Linked DNA regions of Rattus norvegicus: region 2 is linked to region 1. The links are chromatin contacts, called in public Hi-C maps. All regions are on one chromosome and are shown on one strand. Each heading gives the region's core, a stretch centred on a gene start, on an enhancer-like site or on the middle of the called end of the contact. The rest is flanking DNA. Distances are from core to core; before and after follow the strand shown. Region 1 has its middle 170 kb from the start of Ifng. Region 2 has its middle 180 kb from the start of Dyrk2.

What was found. Hi-C and Micro-C count contacts between places; a contact is called where the count stands out from the background.
Region 2: a contact with region 1 is called in a Hi-C map of the A7r5 cell line, with 4 times the contacts expected there. The contact joins two enhancer-like sites. A contact is called at or near these places in 2 of 12 Hi-C or Micro-C datasets (the A7r5 cell line and psoas muscle).

What each region holds. Positions count from the first base shown.
Region 1 is chr7:55,952,841-55,956,922 of GRCr8, forward strand. No RefSeq gene overlaps it. Among named protein-coding and RNA genes, the nearest start is that of Ifng, 170 kb to the left of the region's middle. Within about 2 kb of position 1,686, at least 1 of the 93 cell types and tissues checked has an H3K27ac peak or open chromatin away from gene starts, as enhancers often do. A contact at or near this core is called in the A7r5 cell line, where this site is marked.
Region 2 is chr7:56,068,268-56,072,278 of GRCr8, forward strand. No RefSeq gene overlaps it. Among named protein-coding and RNA genes, the nearest start is that of Dyrk2, 180 kb to the right of the region's middle. Within about 2 kb of position 2,429, at least 5 of the 93 cell types and tissues checked have an H3K27ac peak or open chromatin away from gene starts, as enhancers often do. A contact at or near this core is called in the A7r5 cell line, where this site is marked.

The DNA of each region.
Region 1 (4,082 bases), core at 436-2,935:
AGGACAGATTATACTCAAAGTCTGAACAATAACACACTGTTGTTGATCGACCTTGGTTTTGGACTGCCAGCTTCCAAATGTTCAAGAGCAGATAGTTTTTTCTGTTTAAGTCATCCAGTGTGGCCCTCGGTTGGTTAGGCTGGAGAAAGCAATGAAAAGAGCACAGACAGAAGGCAGAAGAGGTCTGGGGATCATTGACACCTCCCACAACCACAATCTGTGGGGATAAGACACTTTACCTCTCGGAGCTTCTCAAATACAAAATAGGAGAGGATGGTTGTTTTTTAAAGGTCTGTTAGGAGTACTAAAAATTACCGTTAGCCTATGCCCTGACAAAGTAAAAATGCTGTGTTATTAGAAGCCTATGGTGACTGTTTTGGTGTTTGAGTGGCGTGGGGGTGTTTTAGATATTACACACTGCACCTTTGGATGAGATGAAACATTTTTTAACCTCCCCAGGTTCTCAATAGTCTACCGCTTAGTGACAATGATGACTTCACGCTCGGACTCTTTAACTTTGGAGTCCAGAGAGGAAAGAATTTCAACAAGAAAGATCAGATGGTCTGACAATGCAGTCGACTTACTGATTGGAGGAGAACTTGCTGAGGACTTGCTGTGGTCCACTGTGTTGGGGATGCAACAGGGAAGAAATGAAGCACACGCAATGGATGACAGGAAGGATCTACTGATCAGAGTCCTGAGGGCAGTGAGGTAAATGTGCTCAGGGTAAACATTGTATTCCCTGCCCAGAGCCAGGGCAAACTTCCTAAAGATGTTCCCTCAGCTGAGCCCCCATGTGCAAGTGCCAATCACCAAGCCTGAACCGCTGAATGACAGAGACGGTACAAGCCTCAGGTGAAGCCCTTCCTACGGGCCAGCTTCTGAGTTGCCACAGGAGCAGTTCTGACTGTTCTTGTGTATTGTGTGATGTAATTCCCTCAGACTTGGAAACTTTATCTTACCAAAAGCAATCGAGTGTTCCTTTGTCATCTAACTACTTATTCTGGGCTTCTATTTGCTCCAAAAACAAGTTCTCTGACCACAATTTTCAGTTGAAAAGAAACCATACTTCTGCATAATACGATCAAAACCATAGTCGACTCTTTTTGTCTCATCTATGTCACTTGTTGTGAACTTTTTTATGCTGGTGGAGTGGGAGTTTAAACTGGTGCAGATACTATAGAAACGAGTATGTAGGGATATCAAAAGGGTAAAAATCTGATCCAGCCACTCTGGCCTGCCTATGCCCAAAGGATTCTATACCGTACCATAGTACATCCATGTTAATTGCTGTTCCTTGACAGTAACAAGAAAATGGAATCAGTTTGGATGCCCATCAGGAGATGTATGATAATGAACACGTAACCCGTGTGCGATGGGATTTTATTCACCTGTAAAAAAAAAAACTGGAATTAGGAACATAGAAGGAAAATGAATGGAACTGGACAATATTATACTAAATCAGGGTCACTCAGACTTGGAAGCTGAGTGTTGTAGACTAGGAGAATCAGCTACATATCCGACTGGGGATGCCTCTCTCTAGTGTGTTTCAGGACTAAAAAACGACCAAGCAAACTCAAAGACTAAACGGGCAAATTAAACAGACGTCTCCCAAAGGGTGAATTACAGGTAGCCAATAAACACATGGAAAAATCCTAGCATACTTAGTCATCAGAGAATTGCAAACCACAAGCATGTTTGACAGGGAAATGGGGCTAGTTGGAAAGAGTAAACGGGCCAGTGGGATAGAGGTGGGACAGGAGAGAAGGAAAAGCCTAAAACCCCTCTCTCTTTATCAGAAATAATAATTTTAAAAACACAGGGACTAGTTGAAATTTCGGAGCAAACATCAACACACTCTCCACCCATTTCTCCCGGGAGCATTCAGGTTTGTTTGCATCATCAAAAGTCTACATCATCGGTCAACCAACGAGCACCCTAGTCTATCCTGTCTGAAGGTCTTCTACAGCAGATTTAGAGAGCGCTTTTTTAACAAATCTTATTGCTACTGTTAACTTCGATGCCGAAAAAAAGTACTTCCATGAATAATCTCATTCATCAAAGTATGTTTTCATTCACAATAACTCCCCAGTGAGGATGTAGAGGTGTAGGTTGGGAATTCAGACACAGGAAAGAAAGTCAACAAGGGAGCTGTGTGTGACGTTGACTCAGGCAGGGAGGGCTTCTCTTAACCTTCTCTTACTTGGACCTAAGAATCCCAACCACCATGTCACAATGCCTATGGAATCTACCTCCCAGGAGCAAGTAGCTTGTGTGTTTTGGGTGACTGTCCAGCAGAGCTTGAGTCTGAAAGGGGCTCAGCCCGTCCGTGGTGTACTCCATGTCTGGGTGAATGTGCTGGACTACAAAATGTGGGCAAACCTACTCCTGTCAGGGACTGGAGCTCTCTTGTCTGTGTCTTCCAATGTCTGCTTTGGCTTTTAAGTAGAATCCTGCTTGTCAGGATTGTTTCTGTTTGTGTTTTCCCCCAGACTCTGGTGGTTTTTCTCTAAGATGGGTTCCTCTCCAGGCTCTAAGCTGTCAGGGCCCCCCCCCCCCAGCATTTTCTAGGGAGCTTGCTATTTTGTTTTAAATAGTGGATTAATTGCCATGTTCCTTTGTATTCTTTGCTTCTTTGATTGGTTAGGTGGATTTTTTTTTTTAACCATTATGCTGGGAGGGCAAGTCATTGACCGCGTTTCTGCATTTTCAGACAGCTCTAACTCGTAGATTCACGCTCCCATCTCAGCTGATGTCTTTAGTAGGAAAAGCAGGTAGACATCGTAAGGCAAATAGGTGAGCAATGGAGGGGGACAAAAATTGAGTAACTAGAAAGATACTTTACGATATATGACAGCTGCATGGTCTTTTTAAACAAAATCTAAATTTGGCTATGTCTTTGTTTTCAGTTATCTTAAACATGCTTACTCTAATCTTTCAAATCCAGCTGGGTGTGGTGGTGCACACCTTTAATTCTGGCGCTTGGGAGGCAGAGGCTGGTGGATCTCTGAGTTAGAAGCCAGCCTGGAGGGGCTGGGGATTTAGCTCAGTGGTAGAGCGCTTACCTAGGAAGCGCAAGGCCCTGGGTTCGGTCCCCAGCTCCGAAAAAAAAAAAAAAAAAAAAGAACCAGAAGCCAGCCTAGTCCACAGAGCAAGCTCCAAGACACAGAGAAACCCTGTGGAAAAGATGGAATTAAAGTATTAACCGAGCAATTTACCTTTCAGTTTGTTCCCTGGTGTGGCTATGTTTAATAAATAGTTTTTAAAGCCCTATTACTGACTTTGTCTTCTAAGTGGTTCTAACCTTCAGACGATCAATCCTCTCCTCCTTTCTTTTTCTCCTTTGCCCTCATTTCTCTATTCAGTTATATTTTTAAAGCCACAAAGCTGGCCTGGGTTAACTTTAGCATCGTTAGGATGAGGTGAGTGGAAAAGAGACAATGAAACCCCAATGCTGCCCTTAGACCACCAGCATGGGCCGGCTAGACACACAAGGACCACCTTAGCAATAGCCCTCAGTTCCGATCTTCGCCACTAGGTGTCGGTAAGTAATCTAATTGGATGCCCAATTTAGGACTTCAGCAAGTAAGTAGCATTGCGCTGAGTGAAGCAGAAATAAAAATTAAGGTCATGTTGTCTAAATAAAACCCCGACGATTATCTCTAACGGTTATTTGAAAACAGCGGGATGGGTCCTTGGAATATGAATCGGAAAGTTTATAAATTAACAAGAACACACAAAGAGGTTCGGTCCATAGTAGGGAAAGTGAATAAATCTTATTTTATGGATGCCTCATTCCTCTGTTCTATTAAACCGGGCACCCTGCTGCCTGCATTTCCATGAGCATAACGAGATTTTATATGGTCTAAGAGTATTGACCGGACTCTTGGCTTCTACTGAGACTGGCTCCTCTCCTCAGTCCTTCATATACATTTTCCTGTTGCGCCGTTTCAGAGCACACACTGAGGTATCCCGAACTACCCGAAAACCCAGCTCAATAGACCTAACTCCTGTCTACAGAGTTATTGATGGGTGAACTACTTGTTGACCCTTCAAGACTCGATCTGACGTTTCTGGTCTCT
Region 2 (4,011 bases), core at 1,179-3,678, 120 kb after region 1:
GAGCCCCACCCCACACATCCCCCTTGATCATTCATTGAGAAAATGCCTTACAGCTGGGTCTCACAGGAGGCATTTTTTCAAGGGAGACTCCTTTCTCCGAGATAACTCCAGCTTGTGTCAAGTTGACACACAGAGCCAGCCAGTACAGCAGAGAAAACAAGAAAATGGGTGTGATTAGTCACAGGGACAAAACCAGGCTAAAGACCAGTTGCTTTGGCTATTATTATTACCCAAAGGATGACCTCCCTGTGATACAGCAGACGACATTTGATTCAACTCTTTGCTTGAACAGATCTTAAAATAGATGTGGCAAAATACAGTAACACAAGTGAGAGGGATATCTCAGGAAGCAGGGAATCACAGCGCATGATCAGATTTACTTTGTGGTGCTGGTAGAGTCCCAGATGCATAGACAGTTCTCACAAGCTCAGCTCGCAAGGCTAACGCTGAGGTGATAGCTTTAGATGCTCTTTCCACTCGTTGCATTCTCTTACTGAGGAAAAGGACTAAGGCAGACATGGCAACCTCCAGCAGTCCGGCTGTGAGGATGGGATGCACGGGTGGTGCCCGATGATCCAGTCACGAGTCCACAACAACGTCCATAGACCAGGCTGCCCTTCCCACGGTCTGCTTGCAGCCAATGACTTCCAAAAGCAGAGAGACGGCAGCTTCGCTCTCATACAGTTTCTTGCATTTCAGAATGTGTGACTTTGACTCTCATTGACTTAGCCAAAATGTGGTTGTTATGGGAATGTTACGTTCTGCCCATTCACCCTTTTCTTTGCTCCCACGCAGGGTTTTAGCCAAGCATCCCGGTGTCCTTTACTTCTCCCATTTGTAGTTCTCCCAGTAGATCTTTTAGAGGACCGAGGGTTCTCCGAAATGAGTTTGTCCTCTAGAATAACTGTCAAACAATAATAGCTAATCAAAGTGGGAACATCAGAAATTTGTCTCCAGAAACCTGAGAAGTGGAAGGGAGATACGAAGGCCAGAGCTGCGGAGCTCAGACACCGTTAAGGGCCTATTGATAAAAATGTCCACCGACTTTGAGTGTCCTAGTGCTCGACATTGACTCTAGAATTTTCTCCCGGTGTAGTCTGTTTGGAGCTAGCTCTTTAGAACTGTGTGATGTGGGTCTAATTTCCTTCATCCTCTTTGTTTTGCCCAACCCAGCCCCAGTAAATTTCCGTTACTTACAACTCTAAACTGTTACATTGAGAAAACTGTCCGGAGTGCTGACATGTCTTTTTTGGTGCTGCAAAGGCTTTAGCCGGCTCCTTTCCAACCCTTGGATGCACTTCTATGGTACTGAGTTTTGCCCTCTGCATAGAGGCTTTATTTTTAAATTGTGAATGTTTGTTTCAGGGCAGTTAAACATAAATCTCAAATTCCCAAAGTAAAGTTGAAAAGAAGATATGACTCACGGAAAGGACATTTTAATAGTCAGAAGTTATAGGGAGGCATCTGTCCCAGATCGGCTCCTAAAACTCAGACATAAAAAGGTGCCCAGAATTCTAAAAGGACCTTGTGACCTTCACTGAGTGCCTCGGAGGAGATCAGAAAGGAGCAGATCAGATCAGTAACAGATCAGAAAGTAACAAAGCTGTCATTTCTAGCTGTATTTTAGGGAAGAGAGTCACACTATCGAATACTGACTTAACAAACACTAACTATCCTAACCACTGAGGCACAATCAGAAGATATGAGTCTGACATCTCGAAGGCAGCCTTTGCTTCTACCTGCAGTGGTGTATTTCTAAATGTCCCTGAGATACACACTCCTACATGGTCTAGGCTCCCTGGAGCACTCTGGATAAGTGACTCTGAGTCCCACTTCACGTTCAGTGCTAATCTAGGAACCAGAACTACAGCTGGAGTGGAAACTCTAGAGCTTTAAGAACCTGCCTCAGACATCCATTTGACAAAAGGCCACTTAGGAGCAGCTCATCTCTTCTGAGTCTTTTGAGAGAGATTTGCATTTCTCCACATGGATGTTCTGAATGACTCCGAAACTTAACAAAAAGTATTTCTAAGTGTTCCTTAAATCCTTTCTCTAACCTGCTCACTGAATAGCAACCCATTGACTAGGTTTAGGTGGGGGTGGAGGGAGGAGCAGTATGAGCCCTCATAGACACGGAAGCTCTTATCAAAGGACGTGGTCTAAACGGAGCTGAATATGAGAATCTGTCTGGCCCTAAGGGTTCCCGCAACAGTTTACAAACGTGTTTGAACACTAAATCAATCTGTGATTCCTGTGCCTGAGAGGCAACCTATTATGTGGACACTGTCTGTCCTGTGAAGGGAGGCCCAGAGCCCTCCTTTTCAGCATTAGATATTTTCCATTTGTCCTGGGAATGTGGCAGGGAACAGTGATTGGTCATCATCTGTTTAATCTCTGCTGACAGAAGGAGAGGGAGGCCATGGTTTTTATTTCTGGCCTGACTTACTTCAGTCTTAATCTTTTTTTGGAAGCAGAGGAAACATGGCAAACAGTCTGGAACATTCTTTCCTGCAGACTCAGCAGAGAGCAAAGAATACCTTTCCCTCAGAGGCCCAGTGACATATATTTTATTTCAAGGGGGATATGGAGCAAGGTTAAGACTTGTCTGGTCTGTGTGTAACGTTTATACTGCCTACTAGTGTTACATCTCATTACCAAAGACCTGCTGTCCATTTGCATGCTTCTGGGAAGTCCGAGATTCTAAAAGGCCCTCTTGCAGGGAAGTCTCTGGGGGGGGGGGTCGTCTGTGCTCCATGGGCCAGCTAATTTATGCTAATCACATTACTCTGAACCACTGATTTCTTCTTTTCTTAAGGGTTCTATCAGTACTTCATCTCTTGCTTCGTCATGGGCTCCGTGGTCTCTCCTTTAAATATTCTACTAAAGACAGCTAGGACCAAGCAAGAAGGGGGAGCAGGAGGAGGAGGAGGAGGAGGAGGAGGAGGAGGAGGAGGAGGAGGAAGAGAAATCAATTTTTCTTAAAGACAAGCAATAATGTATGACTCCTAAAAGGGGGCAGCTTAAATCCAGATTGTGACTGGGATATAAATACGAGTAGCTAACGTTCAGGAAGGAAGGCAGGGAGAGGGGTAGGGAGAGTGGGGAGGGAGAGAGAAAGGAGGAATAGAAGTAGAAGGGAGAGGGGTAAAGAGAGAGGGAGAGGGAGAGAGGGGGAGGGAGAGAGGGAGGAGGGAGGGGAGGGAAAGGAAGGGGGAGGAAGAGGAAGGGGGAGGAAGGGGGAGGCAGAGAAGGAAGAGGGGGGAGGAAGAGGGAGTGGGAGGGAAAGGGGGAGAGAGGGAGAGGAGGTCTCCCTTCTCTCTCAGGACCATCTATGTCTTGTCACTCTTGCATCATTCGGTCACATAGGTATTCATTTTAAACAAGCGTTACCCATGAGCGTGGGTGCTAGGTTTATTCCTTCTCTCAGGAATAACTGACCACTCCTCTGTGAGGTCTCTGCGCACACAGCACTCCCCAGCAGAGGTCCCACAGTCCAATGGTCCTGTGGGTGAAGAGCGCTAGTGAACCACTCACCAGATGCTACTTTTATGTTTGGGAACTTCAGAGTGCACTGGCATCAGCGTAACTACACAGTTAATACACAGGCCATGCACACTTGGAAACCAAAAGCCGAGTTTCTTTAGTCCCAGTAACAGAGCTGTTTATTTCTGTCTTTTCCCAAGGACTCACCATGAACAGGATTCAATGGGACTGACTATTCTCAATTCTCCAGGATTCCATTCTCCTTGGTGGATCAGGCTCTTCCCTCTCTTGTCTCTCTCTATCTCTCACTGTCTCTCTTTGTCTCTGTCTCTGTCTCTGTGTCTCTGTGTCTCTGTGTCTCTGTCTCTGTCTCTGTCTCTCTCTCTGTCTCTTTCTCTCTGTCTCTGTCTTTGTCTGTCTCTTTGTCTCTCTGTCTGTCTCTCTCTGTCTGTCTCTCTCTCTCTCTGTCTCTGTCTCTCTCTCTCTCTTTCTTACCTCTTGTCCTCAGGTTTTTCTTTTATAGTACCC